2 separate regions of the Ovis canadensis genome follow, and region 1 is linked to region 2. A link is a contact called in public Hi-C data. All regions are on one chromosome and are shown on one strand. The core of a region is the stretch at or near the end of the contact, and the rest is flanking DNA. Distances in the headings are between cores, read along the strand shown.

Region 1 (6,482 bases), core at 2,934-5,433, 130 kb after region 2:
GTGGATGGTGCTCCCCACCAAGCAGTGGGGTTGGGGGGGCGGTTAACTGCAGGGGCTCCACGAGACCTCTGATCCCAGCTTTGCCACTAGTTGGCCACCTGATCTTCGGCAGGTGACTTCACCTCTGGGCCTCCATGTGGTCCTCATATGTAAAACGAGAGGGCAGGACCAGATTGGGTGGGAGCTCCTGCCCCTATCTCTTCTGAGATGCTAGGCCATGACCACATGAGGCAGAGTCTGGGAGCCAGGACAGTCAGGATGTCGGATTATTCAGGAGCTACATGGCTGCCCTTTTCAGGGTGGTCCCCCTGCTGGATAGCAGTAGCGTGGTGCTCCCCGTTCCTAAGCTTCTGTACAGCCAGACTGTGTGCCCGCCTCCTGTCTGCCTTTCTAGCCTCCTCCCTCCCTCCCCTTACCCTGTGGCCACCTCTGTCTAAGCCCTGTCTTTCCACACGTGTGTGACCTTGTGCAGTTTCTTGGCCTGTGTCTCCATTGCTTTGTGAAATGATGGTAGTCTTAGCATAGAGGGAGTGCTGATGGTTAACATTCCCGGTAGCTCAGGCGGTAAAGAATCTGCCTGGAACGCAGGAGACCTTGGTTCGATCCCTGGGTCAGGAAGATCCCCTGGAGAAGGGAATGGCTACCCACCCCAGTATTCTTGCCTAGAGAATTCCATGAAGAGAGGAATCTGGCGGGCCACAGTCCATGGGGTGACAAAGAGCTGGACGTGACTGAGCAGCTAAGTGCACTTTCAGTCTCATTACTGTCTAATTCCCCCCAGGTCGCCTCTGAGGCCAGAGGACTCTTTGTGCCTGAGCTCCTGTCACCTTGGCCTCCCTGGGAATGGGGTGAAGGCCACCTCAAAGGATGGTGGCTTCTTTCAGGAGCAGCCTGACGATAAGTGACTGGATCGGGGGTGACTAGTTCAGGCCTGCTACCTGGGTTCTCTGCACAGCCGTGTCCTTGACAGTAAAACACAGTTAGGACCAAATGCAGTAAAAGGCCGAAAGCATTTTCTTCCTTCCTTCCTCTCTCCCTTCCGCCCTTCCTGGCTGCATTGGGTCTACGTTGAGGTGCACCAGGTCTCCAGAGCCCATGGGCTGGGTCCGTGGTTTGTGGCTTGCGGGCTTAGTTGCCCCACAGCATATCAGATCTTAGTTCCCCAGTCAGGGATCGAACCCGTGTCCCCTGCATTGGGAGGCAGATTCTTAACCACTGGACCCCAGGGAAGTCCCTAAAAGTATTTTCTAAGTAGTAGCACTTTCTCTTTAACTTTCAAGAGCCCCCTCTCTGCCCCCTGACAGTGCTGCCCCATAGGTGGAGGTTGCAAATGCCTGCATGAAGGAAGTGGACACTAAGGAGGTTATTCTGAACTCAGAGGATCAGTAGCCTGCGTTTTTCTGTCCCTAGGAGTAAGGAGGTGACTTGGAGAGGCAGCAGCAGCCAATAGACAAAAGGGATGAACACTGGTCCTTCCATTCTGTACCCTAGCATGTACTTCCTGACCTCATGCCCTTTGCCTGTAGCTCAGCCTGAGCAAAACTGAACACGGTCCTCGTGTAGTTGTGAGGACAAGACCTGCAGGAAGAAAGGGGATGAGCCAGATGGTTCAGGCCTGAATCTGTATTGGCATGAATGAGGCTGTCTTGTTGGACCTTCTGATCATCTTGATAGAAACATCTCCTTTCAGAGGGTATGGGTGGCAGGTGCACGCTAGCATAGGGCGCATTAAGATGTTGGCCTAGAAGCAGGGTTCTGCATGTCCCCATGCATACCAGGGCCCTCCCAATCTGGACCTCTTTTTCCATTTCAACCTGAGGATATGGATCTTTCACTGTGGCCCTTCTCCCCACCCCCCCCCCTTACACTGGCTCAGCCACTTACTGATGAGTTAGACCAACCCCCCCTGCCTCTCTTTTCTTATCTGTATAATGGAGATGATAATAGCATCAACTTCAGAGGGCTTTCTGAGGATTAAGTGAACTTAGTGTGTGGAAACCTCTTAAGAACAGCATCTGGCATGTGCCGAGTGCCTAAGCATTAAGCTGTTAGAGGTCTGCATTCATGAGGAGAAATAGATAGGGCTTTTTCTCTGTTCCCTTAGCTGCTCCCCAGAATATCAGCACTTTTAGTGCTTAGACTTCGTAGGTAGCTGGACACAGGAGTGTAAATAAATCCATGGGTATGAACCTTTCACACAAATTACATGTTTAATCATTTTAGAACTAAGGTATCGGGACATGCTTCCATGCCAGTAAGTGTAATCTACATCCTGGCTGTCCTGCCAGCGTGTGTCTAGCTCCCTGTAGATGGCAGGTAACTGAGGCTGAGGCTGTTTACACTTTTTTTTTTGCCCTGATAGGCTGTGCTGCCATGGACGCCCTTGTTCACACCTCTCTGGGCACCTGTCCTGCTTGTTTTCCTTATCATAAATTTCCTAGAACTATCACAAGGTCAAAATGTAGACTTGCCAGTCTGGGTTAAGTAAGACTGGGTACCGTTGGGTTTGGCTGCACCACATGGCATGCGGGATCTTAGCTCTCAAAGCGAGGATCGGACCCATGCCCTGGCAGCGGGAGCTTGGAGTCTTAACCACTGGACCACCAGGGAAGCCCCCTAATTGGACTTTGTGGTGAGCAAGGCTCCTGTGTCTGTTGGCTGTTCCTGTTTCTTCTCGTGAGGATTCATCCGTTCGCCCACCTCTCGGTGTGTCTTCTCCATCAGTCCCAGGTTGAGGGGGACTGAGGGCGGCCCCCAATTCCTTTGTTTGGTTGCTCCTCCTCTTGGAGCTGTGGGCATTCTGGATGCCCATGGCTGCCTCTGTGGGATGGCCACTTAGGCCTCCCAAGCCTGCCCTGTGAATGACAGGAGGCCCTGAGAGGGGACTGGCCGCTCGCTCCCTGCTGAGCTGGCCTTGACCCCTGAGCCTGAGCTGGGGCCGGAAGGGACTGTGCTTCTTGAGGGACCTGGACCACCAGCCTCTCCCAGGCATCTGAGGAAAGTGGAAGCACAGCGCTTCAAGGACATTCTGTCCACTTCAGTGGCACAACCATCCCGAGCTCAGAGAGGAGTGCTTTCCTCTCCTTCCTCCCCAAGGAGGCAGCGGCTGCCTCAGGCTCTGGAGCGCGGGGCGCAGCACCTAGAGGAGAGGGCTGGGCCGGATGAGGCAGGCTTGCTGCAGGGGCCCCTCAGCAGCCGCTGGGGGAGGAGGCTGGGTTGGAGGCCTCCAGGGTCCCTCCCACTCTCGTCTGATGCTCTCCCTGCTGCAGCCCAGCAGGGCACCCAGCCTGCCCTGCACTTCCTTGATGAGGGGCTGCTCCAGCCGGAGGCTGGGTGAAGGGCAGTGGTCTGGGCCCACTAGGGCTTCCCGGAGCTGGACTGGCTGCAGGCTCCTCCCGTGGCAGCGGTGCTGGTTTCCTCGTCGCCCCTCTCTTGGGGAATTAGCTCTGGTGTCCAGCTGGGCTTCCAGCTGGGAGGGCAGCCCACAGCTCAGCAAAGGGGAGGAGAGGCTTCCTCCCACTCAGCTGTCAGCCAGGAAGGGAGGGAAGTACTTCCAGATGTTTAAAAGACATGAGAGAAAATAAGGTGGCCTCTGAGGCTGGATGCCTCCACGAGGCTCTTGACCCTGCCCATGTGGTGTGGGTCCTAATCCAGGTAATCCTGGCAGGTCGGGGTCAGCCGTGTGACAACAGCGGTGCCCCATCCTCGGAGCTCAGAGTGTCCTACCGGCCTTGGGCAGGTGGCCCGGGACCCAGATGTACCAAGTGCCGAGTGTCCTGGCACTGCAGAGGAACCAACGCCGATGTCCTGCTGAGTACGGGGTGGCCCTGAGCTATAGTGAACAGCACCTGGAATTCTGAGGGGCCACAGGAGCAAGTTCTCAGCTGCCAGGTAGCCTGGCGTTGCTTGATGTCTTCTCTGCTTGCGGTGGCGGGGACTCCCGGCAGCCGAGCGGGCACCGGGTCTGACTGTGCAGTTTCGCGAGGGTTGTCTCTGTGCCCAGCTGCCACTCGGTTGCCTCATCGAGGGCTCTCCTGAGCCCTCCCTCTCTTTCCTAAGAGAAGTCTGGCTCCATTCTCTGAGCTCTCCGCCCCCCACCCCTGACTTGGGGCCCTGTGGTGCCCTGCCTCTACTCTCCCAGGCAGCCAGGGGCAAACGTGCTGTCTGTGACTGGGGCAGGCAGCCTCCCCGCAATGTTGGCTCGGCCCCCAGCACAGCTCATGCTCCAGATTCCCTGCCCTTGGAGAAGGGAGTATGTGTCATTTCCTGGCCTGTCTCTGGGAATCCCGCTTTGGGACCACTGCTCTGTGGGGCCTTCTGGCAAGTCCAGAGTTGAGGTCGCTGTCAGGCCCCTTCTGGCAGGCTCAGCTGGTAGGTCACAGATCCCTAAAGTTAGGAGTCTTATAATGGAGGGGAATGGGCTTCCCTGGTGGCGCAGTGGTAAAGAACGTGCCGCTGCAGGAGATGTGGGTTCAGTCCCTGGATGTGGAAGATCCCCTAGAAAAGAAAATGGCAACCCACTCCAGTGTTCTTGCCTGGGAAATCCCGCAGACAGAGGGTCCTGGTGGGGTAGTCCATGGGGTCACAAGAGTTGGACACAACGAGCAGCTAAGCAGCAGTAATGATGGAGGGGACAGGAGGGGCGGTGGATGGGCGTGGAAGCACCAGCTGGGTCACGGCTGTGACTCCCTTGACTCCTGTTAAGGACAGGACTAACGTCTGGGAGTCCTGCCCCTTGGAGGCCACGCGGACTTTGGCTTCTAAGGGGATTTTATGTCCTGTCTTACCTGATCCTTGTGGACACCTTGTGAGTTTGCTGTTCAGTCGCTCAGTGGCATCCGACTCTGCAACCGCATGGACTGCAACACACCAGGCTTCCCTGTCCTCCACTGTCGCACCCTGTGACTTAATCATGTCTGTTCTGGAGCTGTGAGGACGCTGAGGCTCGAAGAAGTTGAGAGAAAGTGTGTTAGGTCCCTTCCTTGATGTTAGCAGTCCCACACTCTCCTGGTTAGGGGGATGGGTAGACTGGGGCCCGGGCGCCCGCCACCCCCCACCGGCTGCCAGGCCTCCTCCCACTACTGCCAGGCTCAGTGGAGGAGCGTGAACAGCTGTGTAACTGTCCTCTCCTTTGAACCTCGTCCTGTAGAAGAGGCAGGTCAGAAGGCACTCTCCCATTTTGGGGATGAGGACGCTGACCCCCGACGGTGAGTAACTGGCCTGCCTCCGCCCTCGAGACAGCACCAGGACGCGGACGGGGCACGGAAGGCCACGTCCCTCGGGCTCCCCCGTTGAGCGAAGGCGCTACTCCGCTAGCTCCTAACCGCGGCTTCTCTTACAGGTGCGCTGGTGCCCTTCCTCTGATGCCACCCAGCCGGGATGGAAATATCGGCAGTTCTGTTAGTTCTTCAGTAAGTGCGGGCTCTGAGACCAGGACAGAGAGCCTCCCAGAGCCCGGCCTCCTGCCAGGCCATGGCTCCGGGGCTCACTGGTGCTCACCCGACCTGAGCTTGCACCGGGGGCACTCTGGCTGGCTCTCCCCACTCCCCCAACCCTGCCACCCCCTACCCTCCACCTGGCAGCCTCCTTGCAAGGGGGCGGGCCTGGGTCCTGCTCCAGTCTCCCACCGCTGCTCACGGCCCCCTCTCTCCCCCCTCCCTCCAGGTCTTGTCACCACAGCTCGAGGCCCCCGACCCAGGGGGGAGGAAGCCGCCCTTAGCGTCCCCCCTGCCCCCAGGTGGCCCTGCAGAGCTGCTGCTGCTGCCCTCCAAAGACTGTGAATTTTAAGCCTGACTCAGTGGACTGTTTTCCTTCCTCTCTTCCTCTTCAGCCCTGTCCTGCCCCACAGCCCCACTCCAAGGCCTCATGGCCGGATTCAGGGGTCTTCTTGCTGGGACCCCCAGGCCCAGCGGGGAGGCCTCCCTGGGACTGAGCAAGGCCCGACCTCCAGTCCCAATCTGCTTCCGTAGCCCCACCTCAGAGACACGAGGCGTTTAATTTTGCATGCTTTCTGGCGTGAATTAAGACACTTAAACTTGTGTATGTGCGAGTGTACAGTTTGTTCTCACATTGCGTCACCATGGCAACAAGGCCTGGCCACTAACAGCTCATCATTCCAGGTCCCTCTCCCCACACCCCTGCCCTGCACCCACCCCGCTTCAGTGAGGACCAAGCCCCGCAGCCAGTTCCGCCCGGCGGCTGGCGCACCCCACCCCCACCACCCCACTCACTTCCAGGCTGAACAGGAAGGACCACCCAGCCAAGACAGAGCATTTTCCTGGTCATTTCAAATCGGGGTCTTCTGTTTCCTCCTCCTCAGATGGGCCAACAACCATTAAGAAAATCCTTTCTCTACCCGTTTCGCTTACCTCTCCCCGGCGCTCCCCACCCCTGCCATGGCTCCTCATTCTTTCCAAACTTTGAAACCAACCAAAAAAGTGAAAGTATTTTTGTACCCTGTGTAACAAAATATTTATGCAACA
Region 2 (6,219 bases), core at 1,343-3,842:
TTTAATGTGGGATGATGTGGGTAAACTAGATGCAAACACTATGCCTCTCTATATGGAACCTGAACATCTGCAGATTTGGCCATCAGGGGTGCTGGAACCAATCCCTCGAAGATACCAAGAGGTAACTGTATAGTCCACACTACTGTTTTAAAGCCACTTTGAATAGTTCCTCTCTATGTGATTATGCTACCAACTCAACAGGCAGAGGTTTATTTATTTCATTTTGCTTTTTAAACAATTATTTAGTCATTTATTTATGTTTGTCTGTGCTGGGTCTTCACTGCTATGTGTGGGCTTTCTCTAGCGCTTTCTCCAGTTACTGCGAGTGGGGGCTAATCTCAATTTGTGAAGTGCCGACTTCTCATTCCAGTGGCTTTTCTTATTTCAGAGCATGGGCTCTAGAGCATTCCGGCTTCAGCAGCTGTGGCACATGGGCTCAGTAGCTGCAGCTTGCAGCATGTGGAATCTTCCCAGAGCAGGGATTGAACCCATGTTCCCTGCATTGGCAGACAGATTCTCAACTAATGGATCACCAGGTAAGTCCTCATTTTCCTTTTTAGATTTTTTCCATTCCAATTTTATTGAGCTGTAATTGGCATACAGCACTGTGTGGATACCGATGTGATTTATATACATTATTAAGTGATTACCACACTAAGCTTAGTGAACATTCATCATCTCATGAAGATACAACATTAAAGAAAAGGGAAAAAAAAAATTTTCCCATGTGATGAGAACTCTTAGGATTTACTCTTTCATATATCACGTACAGCAGTGAACTGTTTAGATACGTTTAACATACTTTTGTTTTAGAACTATATAAAATGTTTACAGGTTTCAAAGTCAAGTCTCTGAAGGTTGTTATAGTCAGTTATCTAAGACCTGCAGCATCCTCCTGTTCTCTCCTCCACTCCATATCCAACTTTTATTCCCCACTGATGATCCAACTGACCAGTAGTGGCCTCCTGCCACCACAGATGCTCAGTGCAGACCCAGAGGCATCCTCTACACAGAGGAAACAGCTTCCCACAGACCTCCTGGAGCTTCCCCTGTGGTTCCCCTTCACAGCTGGACCAACTTGGCTTCTCAGAATGATTACTGACTCCGCTGATGCTGTAACTCCCCTTCTGGTCACTGTCTTCCCCAGCTCCTTCCACAACTGTGCAAGGCAAATTACTATCATAAAGCCTCTATCATGCAACCGCAAAGAGATTCTGTTTCCCAAATGGATCCGGACCGATACAACAACCTTCTACTGCTGTTGCTTAACCCCTTTCTAACAAAACAAAACAAAGATGCACATGACAAGCACAGAGTGGTAAAATATTGGCTGATTTTATGCCAGCACTTGGGAGCCGGGGGAGGCACTGGTTAGGGCATTACCCCTGTGAGGGCGGAGGGACCGAGAGTATCTGAAGGAGGGAGAGGAGGGGAATAGCAAAAGGCCCTGGCCAAGTGGGGTCAGGAGTGGCCAGCGGGAGGTCCCACAGAGGGACCTGTACTGAGTGGGCAGTTTGTGGGTGGGAAGGAGCATCCCCCACTATAACTGCTCCCACGAAGAAGGGTGGGTGGAGGAGCAGGCGCACAGGGAAGGAGCTGCCCAGCCAGCGTGACCCTGGACAAGTCTCTCCCTGGCTCTCCATAAGGAAAGCAGCACGGATGGTCTTTGAGGTCTCTGCCCACAAAAGCATTAAGAAGGCATGAATAATCCATTATCCGAAAACACTGAATAATGACCCAAAGGGAGGAGCAGCTGGATATTTTTCAGGCCTCAACACCCTGCTAAACTCATAAACCTTGGACCCGCACCCACTCTTCCCAGCACTTGTGTACCCATGGCCACCCTTGTCCAGTCCCAGCTTTGCCTCTAGCTGTCTGACTCTGGGATAATCACTAAATCTGTTTCTTAACTAGTGGATGATACCTCATCTGTGAATAATACCTTTTTATAGGGCCATTTCAAAATGCCTAGAGCAGTCCCCCGCACCCAGGGAGTGACCCATTATGGTGGTGATTATTATCTTGCTCTCCACCTGCCATCTGGACCATCCCATCTTGTCATCCCTAGGAATGCAAATGCTGCTGCTGCTGCTGCTAAGTCGCTTCAGTCGTGTCCGACTGTGTGCGACCCCCATATACGGCAGCCCAACAGGCGCTAGTAAATAGTAAATCTAAGCTCCATTTTACAGAGGAGACAGTGAAGTTCAAGAAAGGTTAATGATTCGCCCAGAGACACACTGCAAACAAGTATGAGTTCAGAGTGGAATCCAGCTAAGGCGCCTCACCAGCGCTGGTCCCGGGCGGGGCAGCGACCACGACTGCGGATAAGGACAGAGGACGTCCTTCAGGTGGGTCCGCGGGGGTAATCCAACTCTAGGGGGCAGCTCTGTCGTCAGGAGAAAAGCGATCTGGGGGAAAACCTGAGGAAACAGCGCAAGCAAGCACCCCGGTGGGGAGGAAACGGACAAGAGCTATGGGGCGCGCGGGCGCCCTGCTTCCCCAAGCTGCACTTCCCCCCGGAACTCCTCCGGGAGTGGGAGGAGCCGGTTCTGCTCGACTGCAGTTCCCATTGTCGACAAGCGGGGGAGCCAGAGCCGGCAAAGAGCTGAGAGTGTAAGGAATCTGTTGCCATCACCAGATAGGGTGGTGGACACAGGCTGTAGTCTGAGCTGTGGTTGACTGTGTCCTCCGGTGAAGGAGGAGGCTCTCCCTGCTGTGTCTTCCACTCTGGATTTCCTGCTGCTCTCTTCTCTGAGGCTTTCCCCAAAATTGCCAGTGAAAGTCCTCGAATGCCAGGCTAAGAACTTGGGTGAGGGCGAGTTGTGGCAGGGATGTTAGTAATGTGGCGTTAACTTCCAGTTTAATTCCCACTCCCCTTATTTCCCGCTTCACCAGGGACCTCCCAGAGAACCTTGAGCCTTTCTAATCTTGAAGGAAAAGGTAGAAAGACTTTATTCATACAGAACATTTGGAAATTACTGTGGGAAATGGCAACCCACTCCAGGACTCTTGCCTGGAAAATTCCATGGACAGAGGAGCCTGGTGGGCTACAGTCCATGTGGTCGCAAAGAGCGGGACAAGGGATGTGGAGAAGGGGTGTGATGACCTGGCATTCCTGGGTGGGGAAATGGGACAGCTTCGGGTGTGAGCCCCAGAGCAGGAGCCAGGGCCAGCCTGCTGTAAAAACCCAGTCCACCTGCACAGTGAGGTCTGGGTCCCAGGGCTCTGTAAGGAGGCCACCCAGGCCTGGACTGAGTCCAGGGATAGTGCCCACAGCCCAGGGCTCTGCCAGCCCAGTCAGTGTGGCCCCAGACCCAAAATGCTGCTCTTTCTTGCAGGTTCCCAGAGCCTATGGTCCAGTCTTTGGTGCCAGCTCTGGCTTTGATGGAAATAACTGTCCGCAGCTATCATTCTGCACCACGCTGCTATCCCCACTCCAATCCTGCCAGACAGCGAACCCTTGAAGACATGCATGGTGGCTAATTCAGCCCTGGTGTATTCATTTGAAAACGAGGCCTAATAATACTTGGCAAAACAATGCTCAAAAAATGTGCAAATAGTATGGAAGGTATGGAAACAAAAGCAGTGGAGGGGAAAATGGGACCAGATATTGAGGCAATTTGACAAGAGTTATCAGAATTTTTTAAAAGATACGTATACTTTATGCTCGACAACTCCTCTAAGAATCTACACCATAGAAGTAATATCAGTGAGCGGGCAGAGATAAATGTGCAAGAGTGTCTGCTGTAGTGTTGTCTGTAATGATAGCAAAGAACTGGAACCAATCCAAGAGTCTATCAGTAGAGGATGGTGAGATAAATTGAGGTGCAATCATTCAATGCAATGCTGAGCAACTGTTAAAAAGAACTGAGTGTGTCTGTAAGTGCTGAGGTAGGAAGAATCTCTGAAAGATAGCAAGACGCAGAATAGGAAGTAGAGGATGAGTCCATCTTTCTTTTTTACAAACATTCTCCCACCCACTGCCTTCAAACCTTTGTTGACTCTTCTTTTCCTGTCCTAGGCTGGCAATCCAGCAGATCCTTTGCTATGCAGTCCCTTTAAGATATTAACCATCTGGCCCAACCCAACTGAAATTCCAAGCTCTTTCATCTCCAAAGTACATCTATCACAGGTACATACCAGGCTTGTCATTTTAACTCATTTATTTCTCACCACAGGTGTCTGAAGTAGGGACTCTGATTATCATTCCCGTTTTACACGTGAGGTCATTATGGTATAGAGAGATTAAACAATTTTCCTAAAGTCACGCAGATCATAAATGGCAGAGCCAGGGTCTATGGCTCCAAAATCTATGCTCTCAACTCTTCCGTTATGTCACCCGAGGCTCACAGGACCATAAATAATAATTTTTCTTGTCTCAGGGTATCAGCAGGCACAGTATATAACATTAATCAGGTATACTGCTACTGCTGCTGCTAAGTCGCCTCAGTCGTGTCTGATTCTGTGTGACCCCAGAGACGGCAGCCCACCAGGCTCCCCCGTCCCTGGGATTCTCCAGGCAAGAACACTGGAGTGGGTTGCCATTTCCTTCTCCAGTGCATGAAAGTGAAAAGTGAAAGTGAAGTCGCTCAGTCATGTCCGACTCCTAGCGACCCCATGGACTGCAGCCTACCAGGCTCCTCCGTCCATGGGATTTTCCAGGCAAGAGTACTGGAGTGGGGTGCCATTGCCTTCTCCGATTAGATATGCTAGAATTAATTTAGCCATTTCCCTAATAATGGGCAGATAGATTTTTCCAGTCTCATGCTATCACAAACAATGCTGCGATGAATTTCTCCAGTCAGGTGTTTCTGTTGTGCTTTTGTGCACTTGTGGAAACATCTCAGTAGTTTAGATTCACGGAAGGGCAACTGCTAGCTCAAAGGATAAATTTAAGTTCCTCTCTTTTTAAAGTGTATCCATTTATTTATTTTTGGCTGTGTCTTCACTGTAGAGTGCAGGCTTCTCGTTGCAGTGGCTTTTCTTGCTGTGGAGCACAGGCTCTCGGGCGCACCGGCTCAGTAGTTGTGGTTCCCAGACTCTAGAGCACAGACAGAAGTTGTGACACGTCGGCTTGGCTGCTCTGAGGCATCTGGGATCTTCCTGGACCAGGGGTGGAACCCATGTCTCCTGCATTGGCAGGCAGATTCTTGAGCCGCCAGGGAAGCTCAAGAATAAACTTAAATCTGAATGTTCCAGATGCCTATGGTTGTATAACAAACTACCCCAAAACTCAGTATATAAAGCCACTATTTTATTTGAGCTATGATTCTTAGGTCAGGAATTCAGGAAGGGCTGAGCTGTGTGGCTCATCTTTGGTTCTCTTCCGAGCTGGTTTTAGCACTTATGCATCCGAGCCTCGGTGTTCCTCAACCTCCCTCTCTCTCTCCCATGTGGTGTCATATCCTCCAGGGATTCCCAAAGCCATGGTTTGGCTTCATCAGAGCAGGTAATCAGGTAATCACAGTTCAGGTAAGATGTAAGAAGTGAAGCCCACTGGACAAGCTAAGGGGATGTACTTGGAATTAGGAGAGTATCACTTTTGCTGCATTTTATTAGAGAACTCATAGACTAGCCAAGGTCCAGAAAAGGGGACACAGACCCCCATCTTTCTATGGGAGAAGTGTCAAAGAATCCATGGACACTTTCACTCTACCACAGTAGGCATTTCCAAATTGTCCTCCAAAATGTTAGTCAGTTTACATTTCCACCAACAGTGTTCAAGTCTGACTTTCCCCACTGATACTGCTCACTGTGAAACAGTTTGATTGGCACCAATCTGGCAGTTGAAATGGTATTTGTTATTTTGTTATGCATTTCTTTAATTATGAGGGAAGGTAAGTATCTTTCATGTAATGACTGTTCATTAAAAATTTTTTCTCTCCTTGTGAATTGTCTGTTCATATACTTGGCCCATTTTAAAATTTGGTTGTATTTTTAAATCCTGATCTCTAAAATGTGTATATTAAGATTAGCTCTTTATCTGACATTGTGTTACAAATAGTTTTCCCATTGTGGACTACAGTCTTTTGACACACATATTTGACATACATATATATAATTTTCTCCATTCAGGTTTTTCAGTGTTTTCACATGTTCAAATTATATTGACTTCTGAGTTTTATGTGGCACGTTCCTTTCCTTTTCCAGAACTTTCCTGCTGGTTTCAAATGTTTATTTTTCTAGAAGATTAATATCATTTTCCGAGGCTTCCTCTCC

What was found. Hi-C and Micro-C count contacts between places; a contact is called where the count stands out from the background.
Region 1: a Hi-C map of lung shows a contact between it and region 2, with 4 times the contacts expected there. The contact joins two enhancer-like sites. A contact is called at or near these places in 2 of 2 Hi-C or Micro-C datasets (fibroblasts and lung).

The regions. Positions count from the first base shown.
Region 1 is chr7:55,837,903-55,844,384 of ARS-UI_OviCan_v2, forward strand. All of the region lies in intron 7 of RBPMS2 (RNA binding protein, mRNA processing factor 2), which reads left to right. Among named protein-coding and RNA genes, the nearest start is that of RBPMS2, 25 kb to the left of the region's middle. Within about 2 kb of position 4,184, the one cell type or tissue checked has open chromatin away from gene starts, as enhancers often do. A contact at or near this core is called in fibroblasts, where this site is marked.
Region 2 is chr7:55,704,754-55,710,972 of ARS-UI_OviCan_v2, forward strand. No RefSeq gene overlaps it. Among named protein-coding and RNA genes, the nearest start is that of PTGDR, 43 kb to the left of the region's middle. Within about 2 kb of position 2,593, the one cell type or tissue checked has open chromatin away from gene starts, as enhancers often do. A contact at or near this core is called in fibroblasts, where this site is marked.